Linked DNA regions of Mus musculus: region 2 is linked to region 1. The links are chromatin contacts, called in public targeted proximity ligation maps. All regions are on one chromosome and are shown on one strand. The core of a region is the stretch at or near the end of the contact, and the rest is flanking DNA. Distances in the headings are between cores, read along the strand shown.

Region 1 (4,771 bases), core at 574-3,073:
ACAGTTAAGTAAGATATCTCAAATTCAGCATATGGACAGTCGACTGTGTCTGTTTTGGAAGTGTCTGTCTGCTAATCTATGATTGATGCTGGAGCACCAGAGACCCCTTGACTCTCATGTGATACCCATGAAGAACTAGGCTCCAGTTGCCAAACATTATTCATCAGAACAAATTATACATATTTCATTATCCCTGTAAAGAGGTCTGATTTCCTAGTCCAGTGCTATTTTTGAATATTTTTCAGGCATGGACTGAATATGTGGCTCCCTTGTGGCCATCTCAAAACATAGAACAAGGAGTATTTGCTGTATTAATATCATCTTTTCCTTGCTGTGAGGGGACTAGTTATAAATTAGAAAGCAGCCTCTTGAGAATTCGTATTTTAAGAAATTACCTAGAAAGAACCAAGGGTGTTTTTTTTCCTCTCTCTTTTTCTCCCCACATGGTAAATCATACAGAGACATAGTCTGCCCCAGATCCCCAAGAGACAACATCTTGAGTGCATATGTGATGCTGGGCTCTGAATTGACAAACCCAAGAACTCCAGCGCAAAATAACCGAAGTTCCCCAAGTTAAAAATGAAAGTAAGATCATCAAAATTAGTATTCTTGTTGCATCGTCCCAACAACTTCACAAATAGCCATTAAGCTAGACAGCATCACAGGTAATTGAATTTAAAGAATCAACTTTTATGGTGGATGTGAAGTTACAAATAACCCATCTATCTCCCGCTTTACCCATGTTCTCGCCCCTTTCAGAAGCATCATCACATTCAACAGAAACAATATTAAGCTCGTTTTACTAGAAGGCTTATCCGAATACATGCCATATTAAAAATAGTCATTATATAAATGTTTCTCACAAGAGCTGCAGCGATGGTGTGAATAAGAAACTCCCTTCTGAGATTTCAGTAAAACCAGATCTCACAAAGGATCTGAAAGAAAACAAAACACACACACACACAAAACAAACAGACACACACACAAAGAGACACACACAGAGAATAGATCTTATGTTAATCCAATTTACCATAACAGTTGCTATATTCCCCCACTATTTTATAAAGTACGATTCTGTCCCTTCCTAGAGGAAGCGAGAGAGAGAGAGAGAGAGAGAGAGAGAGAGAGAGAGAGAGAGAGAGAGAGAGAGAGAGAAAGAGAAGCCTGCTCCAGGTGCCTCCGGATAATGTCCAGGGTGGGGGCTAACTAAGCATGATCACTAGCAGCTTATCAAAAAATCACAAATTTTAAATGCAGGAAAATGTTAGTGCTGTCAAATGGTCAGGCATGCAAGAGGAATCTGTCTCACGAGCTCCATGCCCCTCTCAGAATACATACAAACCCCCAAATCCACCAGCTGGATTTTTTCTTTTAAATTGTAAATTAGATATCAAAATGCTTACGGGCCTTACAGTGAGATAACATCAGGAGGAACGGTGCGTGGAATGGATCTCGCATTCTCACATAAAGCGTTATCTTTGCTACAAGTACACACGGCAGGGCATTTTGGCTTCGCTGGTTTCTTCCCCTCAGTCAGCAAAACCACAGAAAAGAGGCATAGGAAATAGGCAATTCTTTTCAGGGGAATGCAGGCATTTCCCATCCTTCTGCTGCTTTCTGATTCCATGCAGTCGAGAGAATATCCCCACACATGAACAGGGCTTCTGGAATTCAGCTGCTGATTGTCTTGCTCTAAGAACAGGTCACATAGGAGTCCACCCTTCTCTGCTTCTCTATCTGCTTTTTTTTTTTTTTTTTTTTTTTTCAAAACAGGGACCTCCAGCTGATTCGTGAGCTGTTCCTCGCTCAGGCAGCGCACTGCTGGGGGAAGAGACCTGTGAGGTGCTGCGAGGTGGGAGCGAGCCAACTGCTGGAGGAAGAGAGCCGACTCACTTCACAGAAAACACTGAGCACAGACCAGTCTTCGAAGGCAAGCGAAGTGATGTAACAGAAAATAAACAGCTTTCTGCTTTCACCGGGAGGCCCTTTAATTGTTACCAAAAATAGGACGGCATTATGTCTTATTAGTGGGTGGGTGGGCGGGCGGGCGGTGGGGCATAGCATCTTAGCATAGGATGTGGGCAATCTCGGGAACCTCTGGGAATTTGCTCTTCATGTAGCAAACAGCCTAGTAAGAAAAACTAGCTTGGGGGACAGTCTTGGCTGGGAAGAGGAAGTTAAATGAAGCTGTCTGCTGTTAAATCCGTGCCTTCCCTGGCAGAGCCCACCTGGTTGATGCCACCGTTGAATGAAAAACCCGTGAACACACGGAGACTGTCAATTTCAGGGGAATACAGTGTGACTGAATACTTCTCTGACACTTATCAACTATTACAAATTATTGATTTTCATAATCCCCCACCACCTTGCACAGCCCACTCCTCCCTCCACGACAGGGAGGCGACAGAATGGTAAGCCGCCCCTGTGTATAATCCAGTCTCCTCCCTTCTTGCTCTCCCTTCTTTGGCAGTGTTCCTTCTAAAAGGCTGGAACGTACTCCCTGCCAGCAGGAGGCAGCCAACTCCAGCTTCCTGGGGCTTTGAAACTGGGTCTGGCTCACCCAGCAGGCTGCAATAAAGTGAAGTGCTAGAGTAAGCTAGAGACCCCACTTGGAGATCCCAGGTCATCTGGAAAGAGCGGATTTTTACAGACAAGGGAGCTATCCTGCCTGTAGAGTGGGGACATTAGGGATGATAGAGACGATAGGACAGATGGTCTCCTCATGACTGTGGGAACCAAATAAAAATCACAGGCTCTTATTGGCATATATCATAGGGAAGAAGAAGACACTCTCTTGGAAAGGGAAGTTTGTTTAAGGACAAAATCAAAATAGTGTGACCTTGGCTGTGAGGTTGTCCAGCCCCAGAGAGTGAAAATATCCTTAGGACAGTAGAAAAGAATGTCCTTTGACCAAGCTGATGGCGGCCATCCCTCATGGTGGCATAGCCACTCTGGTAAGTCAAGCACGGTCCTTCCTTTTCTTGCTTTTAAAAATTGAACGTATAAAATGAATTGTTCGAGTACCCGTGCCTTTATGAGACAAAGCCACCCTTATCAGAGGTCTTTGCCTTGCCATTCTCCCCCCCCCCCCCCCGCCCCTTGTAGCTGACCCTAGGCCAACTTCAGTGAACTCCTTTTGTTTGTTGGCTTAAAAAAAAAAAAAAAAAAAGAGCCTTGCTGTCTGTCTATGTAGCCTGTGATGATCTTAGGTTTTGTTCTTTCTGCCTCAGCCTCCAAAGTTGTGGGATTACAGGTAGGTGTTACAACTGACTCCGGGCTCAATGGCTCCTTTAACTCTATTGGCTTTGTGAGAGGAGGGCAGTGTTAGTCATGTTCACACTCTTATTGGATTGCTGGGATGAGGATGATGATGGTGGTGGTGATAATGTTGATTCGAGAGGATTAAAAGCTTCATGGAAGTGGAAACTGCTGCAAACCAGGGCCAGCATTCACTGTGTACAAGGTGGGGGTATCCAACGTGCCTGTAGGAGCTCGTTGGACAATGCATGGTCTATTCACATGCAGTAATCATATATTCACCTAATATACTTCAAATTGCCCCACAGTGTTATAATAAAGGGACTTGCCTTGGTCGGAGAGGTCAGGGCACACTTCTATGAAGAAACAGTGAAGGAGCGAGGAGGGAACAGCTTGTGCAAAGCCTGGGGTGCTCTGCCGAGCCATAGGATGCTGCTGCTGCTGCTTTAAGCAGAAATTCTTTCCTGGTGCATGTTTCAAAAAGACAGGTCTTAGAGAAGCCCTGCCTGTAAAATGGACTGTGTTACCACTGTGGATGAAAGAGACTGTTCTCGGAAACCCAGACCCGTGGGCAAGCCTCAGCTCACCAGTAATGTATCACTTCAAAGGTGGCCACAAGTTGAATCTTTTAAAAATTGAATCCTTCTGCAAGTGCAGGATGGGATCTCTCTGCATATAAGGAGATTACACGGTGAGGATTTTATACCGTCATTTTATTCAAATTGCCGCTCTCTTAATTCCCTGATTTTTAATAACTTTTGTTAACCACGACACAGTGGCCTTGAACGTCTTCATGGACCTTAGATCTTGGATCCAACCCCTGCATATTATATTTTGATGGGGAAACTGAGGCACTGAGCCCCCACACAGACACCTGTTGACAGAGCCATTACCCTGTATGACACAAAACAATGGTAAATAGGTGATTCAAACAACCAACGGGGTCAAACAGGATATTCCCTCCCTAGGATAGCCTCTCAGATACAACCAGATATCAAGATTGACAAGCCCTTGGCTTTGGGCTCCCTGACAGCCAAGCAGCCTCCCTCTCTCCCTCCCTCTCTCCCTCCCTCCCTCCCTCCCTCCCTCCCTCCCTCCCTCCCTCCCTCCCTTCCTTCCTCCTTCCCTCTTCCCTCCCTCTCTCTTTCTTTCTTTTTGTCTTTCTTTTTTGGTGTGGAAAAGCCAGGAAGAGAATGCATGACAGTAAGAAACTAAATCCCTACCATCCGCTTGCAGCTCAGCTCAGCTCAGTTTGTCTGTCAGTTCAAACGGAGAAAGGACCACTTGGGGGGGGGTGGGGAAGGACACTAAGGACAAACTACAATGGGCATTTTGAAAAGACAGTAACTTTTTCTTTTTCTATGGCATTTAAAGCCCAGACTTGAATTCCTTACTCAATTAAAACGCCCACCAAGATCAGGCACAGTTTAAACCATGCGGTGAAGGATGCTGACAGCCTTTCTGGGAAGAAGCTCTAGAAATGGAACTGAGGAGGGGCTTGGGAAGTCTTGAG
Region 2 (4,550 bases), core at 1,751-4,250, 570 kb before region 1:
TCTGGAGTGTCTGAAAACAGCTTCAGTGTATTTACATATAATAAATAAATAAATCTTTTTAAAAAAAGACCTACTACAATATAAAATGTACCTCATTGTGTACAAATAGGCACACAACTGTGTAACTTTCTAAACCAGAAATCCTGGGGACAGCTGGGACTGTGGCTCAGCCTGATGTGCATGAGGTTCTGGGTTTGATTCCCAGCACGGTATACACCAGACTTGTTTGTCAACACCAACTTGTTTTGTCAAAGCCTCCAATCCTAGAGGGTAGTAAGAGAAAGGTCAAGGGCCATCTCGGTCATCCACTTGGGCAAGTCAAGGTGCACCCGGGCTACAATGATGCTGTATTAAAAGAAAGCGTTTCTATTGCTTCAGGTTATAGTTTAAAATCTCTGAAATGAATAAAAACAGGAAAAACTGTGAGAGATAAGAGTTTACAAGTTGGAGATATTTGATTTGCCACGCAATAAACCACCACCAACAACAACCCAGAGTCAAAATCTACCTGACAAGACACTTGCTTTTCAGGAATGTGCAGTGTTCTGCCACCACTTCCCTATCCCTATGAAGCCAGAAGAGCCTCCATCTGGAATCTGCAAAGTCCAGCATCATAATATAACTTTCAAGAATGTTAAATCACAGATAAAACATCACTAAAAATTAAAGTTACCCCAGCAATGTAGAGGGGCTGAGGAAAATCCCAACTGAGGTAGGGTAGGAGGGGGTTTGAAGGCCAGCTTCAACTACATAGCAGGCCCTTCTTGATGGGATATGAGGGAGAATGAAGTCTCTCCAGGTAATTACAGTGTTCCAGCAATCCATACCCATAAAATACATGCTCCCAAACATAAAAACTCACATAAAAGTGAGTCAAACCTCACCCCCAACACACACACACACACACACACAGAGAGAGAGAGAGAGAGAGAGAGAGAGAGAGAGAGAGAGAGAGAGAGAAGAGAGAGAGAGAGGAGAGACCACATGATGTTGCTGAGGATGTAACTCCATAGGTAGGCTACTTGCCTTGTGTCCCTGAGTTCAATTAACAATGGGGGTTGGGGGTTGGGGGTAGGGAAGTTCATGAAGAGAGATAAAGCCTATCTGAGATAAGTAGAAGAGGATTTCCTAATTTCCTAGAGAGCTATAGTAATCTGAGCTAAAAGACTGGGATCTTATTCTAAGCACTAAACTGCCAGTTTCGTTCTGTTTCGCTTTGTTTAGAAACAAGATCGTGCTATGTAACCCTGGCTGGTCTGCTAGTAGATCTACTAATAGCTGTGTAGTCCAGGCTGCCCCTGAACTCATGGCAATCTTCCTGCCTCATCCTTCTATAGGAGTACCGGCATTAAAAGTGTGTACTCCCGACAAGGAATGAGCTTTAGTAAAAGCAACGGAAACAAATACTATGAAAAAAATATCATTTCTGAGCCCAGCATGGCGGCATATGCCTTTAATGTCAGCACTTGGGAAACAGAAACAAGCGGATCTCTGTGAGTTCGAGATCAGCCGACAAAAATCAAAAAAGAAAAAGAAAAAAAAAATCATTTCTGAATTTAAGAATCCCCAAACTAAGCCCGCAAAATAGCAAAGACATTTTCCACTAGACTTGACTTGAGTTGAATCCCCCCTATCCAGAGAATGGGAGAGGAAGAGCCCAAAGATTGTTTGATCTCCACGCAAGGATACATGTGCGCACACACATTAACACAAAATAAGTGTGCAGTTAAATTATTTTTTTTTTTAAAAAAAAACCTCGAATCCCCAAACTAATGGAACGGGCTTAGACTCCAAGCAAATAAACTTCACAGACTTCTACACCACACACTGCCGCCCGCCCAGTCCAAATCCTAGTAATACAATTACAAAAAAATAATAGGGCAGTGGTTATCTGATGTTCCAGATGAAGAAACTGAATGTGTAGTATTGGGAGGCTGGTCAGACCTGGAAGCACAACGCTTCCTGGGGACGGAGTAACACCAATCCTGGCTCCAGGCCCGGAGCTCACAAAGCCATCCGGTCCCCCTACCCTAGCGACAGATCAAAGCTGAGTCCCGACGTTCCTGTTCCGTACGCTGGAAGGCAGCCCGTTCCCGGCCCCGCCCAAGCCCCTCGCGCGGCCAGTGTGATACCTGGCGAAGAAATCCGCGAAGCCACCGCTCCGTCGAGCCCGAGCCGTGGTGCCCCCGGGACCCTGCTCTGCCGCTGGCAAGGGTGCGGACGGCCCCGCTGAGGGCAGGAGGTCGCCGGCGCTCTGACGGCGGCTCACCTCGAACGTGTTCCGAGAGCCGAAGCGGGCGTCGGGGAGGCCGAGGCTGGGCTCCGCGCTCTCGACGGCCCTCCCGGCAGGGGTGGCGGCTGCGGGGTCCGGGTCGTCCGTGTCCCCGGCCGCCAGGCAGCAGCTCCGCAGCGGGTCCTCGAGCGGCGCGGCCCAGTCGTCCAGGCCACCCGCACCGTCCACGCCCTCGTCCGCGGGCTCCAGCAGGCAGGGACGGCCGCAGGTTCGGCGGCGACGTGCCTCCTCTGGGCCGCGACGGTCCTGGCGCAGCAAAAAGCCCGAGTCTCCGTTGGTCATGCCTGAGCCGCGCGCCGCGGGGACTGCTGCCGCCGCCGCCTCCTCCGCCTCCGCCTCCGCCCCGCCGAGCCCGGGCTTCAGCGGGCCCGCGGCCGCCGCGAGGTACCGCTGCAGGAGCTGCCGCGGCGGCGGCGCCTCCTCCTCTCCAGCCTCCTCCGGCGGCTCCGCGGCGACAGCGCCTCCGCTAAAGCCGCTGGTGGCCGGGACGGTCTTCCCGTCCTGACCCATGGGCCCCGGGACTGGGAGCAGCTCGGCGTTCCTTCCCGAGCAGGCTCCGGCATCCTCGGGACCCATCATCTGAGGCGGCGGAGGAGGACTGCCCTGCGTGCAGGGTTCGCGGCCACGGCCGCCGCGACGTCCCCGGACCCACCCCTCCCACCCGGCGGCCGGGGCAGTTGCCGGAGGCCGGGCACGCGCTGGGATCGCGCACGCGCACCAGCGGGGCCGGGCCTGCCCGCGACCCGGCGCGTCCCCGAACCATAGAGACGGCAGCTAGAGCGACCCGGGAGGACAATCTGAGATCCTCCACCCGGGTGACAGTGCTTAGCCTAAGGGAGGGCAAGGCTCACTTCGCATAAACCATATCACTTGACGGCGATTTGTTTGTGAGAGGAAACTAAGGAAGTTAGTTTAAGTGCTCCTGTCTTGACAGTTTTTACCTTCTCTAACAGCAGTGAAGAACTCCTGGAACCGTTCAGGGCTTCGTTGTCCACATGACAGCCCCTTACCTATCTTTTCCACTTAGTCTTCCATGTTTACCAAAGTCTGATCTCCTAACACTTTTTAACACGTTGGTTGTTGGTTGTCGTGTCACCTGGGTACGGAAATGAAATGGAGCCAGGGCGAGAAGGACTGTTTGGCTCAGTGGTTAAGATTGCCGACTGCTCTTTCAAAGGTCCTGAGTTCAAATCCCAGCAACCACATGCTGGCTCACAACCATCTGTAACGAAATCTGATGCTCTCTTCTAGAGTGTCTGAAGACAGCTACAGTGTACTTACATATAATAAATAAATATTAAAAAAAATAACTGCAGCAACCTGTGGTAATGGATTAAGATATAATGACCGTTTAGTGGAAATAAAATGTATTTAATGTGTGAATCGCAAGACATAATAACTAGCCACAGGAGTGATAGGAGAGCAGCCAGGAATAACAAGGCTATGAGATTGCTGTGGTGTGAAGAAACAGGAAACTGGATTGGGGAAAGACATTGGAATTAACTAACATAGTGAGAGTTATAAACTTGGGTTAAAGTTCTGGTTTGGTCGAAGGGGCCATTTATGTAAGCCACAAAGGGGGTCGGGGGATATCAAGTGACTCTACCTCCATAGAAGAATGAGCATAGGGCAGAGACCCAATAGTGTTGGTATTTCAGAAGAGATGAAGTTGTTGTAAAAGGCCCAAATAGACATTGTTGTAGTAGGATAATGCAGTAACTAGAGACCATTCATTCTACAAATGCCTCTGAAAGCAAGTATAGAAATAGAATGGAATACTTAGCAAAACAAAGCAGTAAAAGCGTTTATTATCAAGATCTTTTGAAAGGTGGAAGATAGCTCAGTTGGTCACGTTGTCATGCAAGCATGAGGACCTTTCCTGTATCGCAGCACTCACATAAAAAGCCACTTTGTAGAATGCCCTTGTACAGCTAACATTGGAGAGGCAGTCCCTGGGATGCTCTGGTAACCGGCCTGGCTAAGGCAGCTGGCCTTAGATCTTATTAAGAGGTCATGTCTCAGACAATAAGATGGGCAGTCCCAAAGGAGTAACAGCTGAGTTGAACTCTCTCCTCCCTAAATATGAGTGTATACTTACCTCATACATAGGAACACACACACCTGAACATACATACACAAAACATCTTTCAAAAGGAAAAACCAAAGAATGTGTATAAACCAGAAAGAGAGAGAGAGAGAGAGAGAGAGAGAGAGTAGATAGATCCTGTATTAGTTACAGGGACAGTACCCAGAATAC

The links.
Region 2: a targeted proximity ligation map of astrocytes shows a contact between it and region 1, with 2.3 times the contacts expected there. A contact is called at or near these places in 4 of 39 promoter capture datasets (hippocampal neurons, liver and stem cell-derived epiblast-like cells) and 1 of 130 datasets of targeted methods (astrocytes).

What each region holds. Positions count from the first base shown.
Region 1 is chr19:38,261,739-38,266,509 of GRCm38.p6, reverse strand. Lgi1 (leucine-rich repeat LGI family, member 1) reads right to left here and starts at 1,823. Exons shown (of 8, transcript NM_020278.3): 1 at 1,413-1,823; 2 at 864-935. The coding sequence starts at 1,627. Gm32771 (a long non-coding RNA gene) reads left to right here. Exons shown (of 6, transcript XR_003952844.1): 6 at 1,774-1,976. Gm32491 (a long non-coding RNA gene) reads right to left here. Exons shown (of 3, transcript XR_386684.3): 3 at 3,848-3,927.
Region 2 is chr19:38,835,029-38,839,578 of GRCm38.p6, reverse strand. Tbc1d12 (TBC1D12: TBC1 domain family, member 12) reads right to left here and starts at 3,000. Exons shown (of 13, transcript NM_145952.4): 1 at 2,133-3,000. The coding sequence starts at 2,872.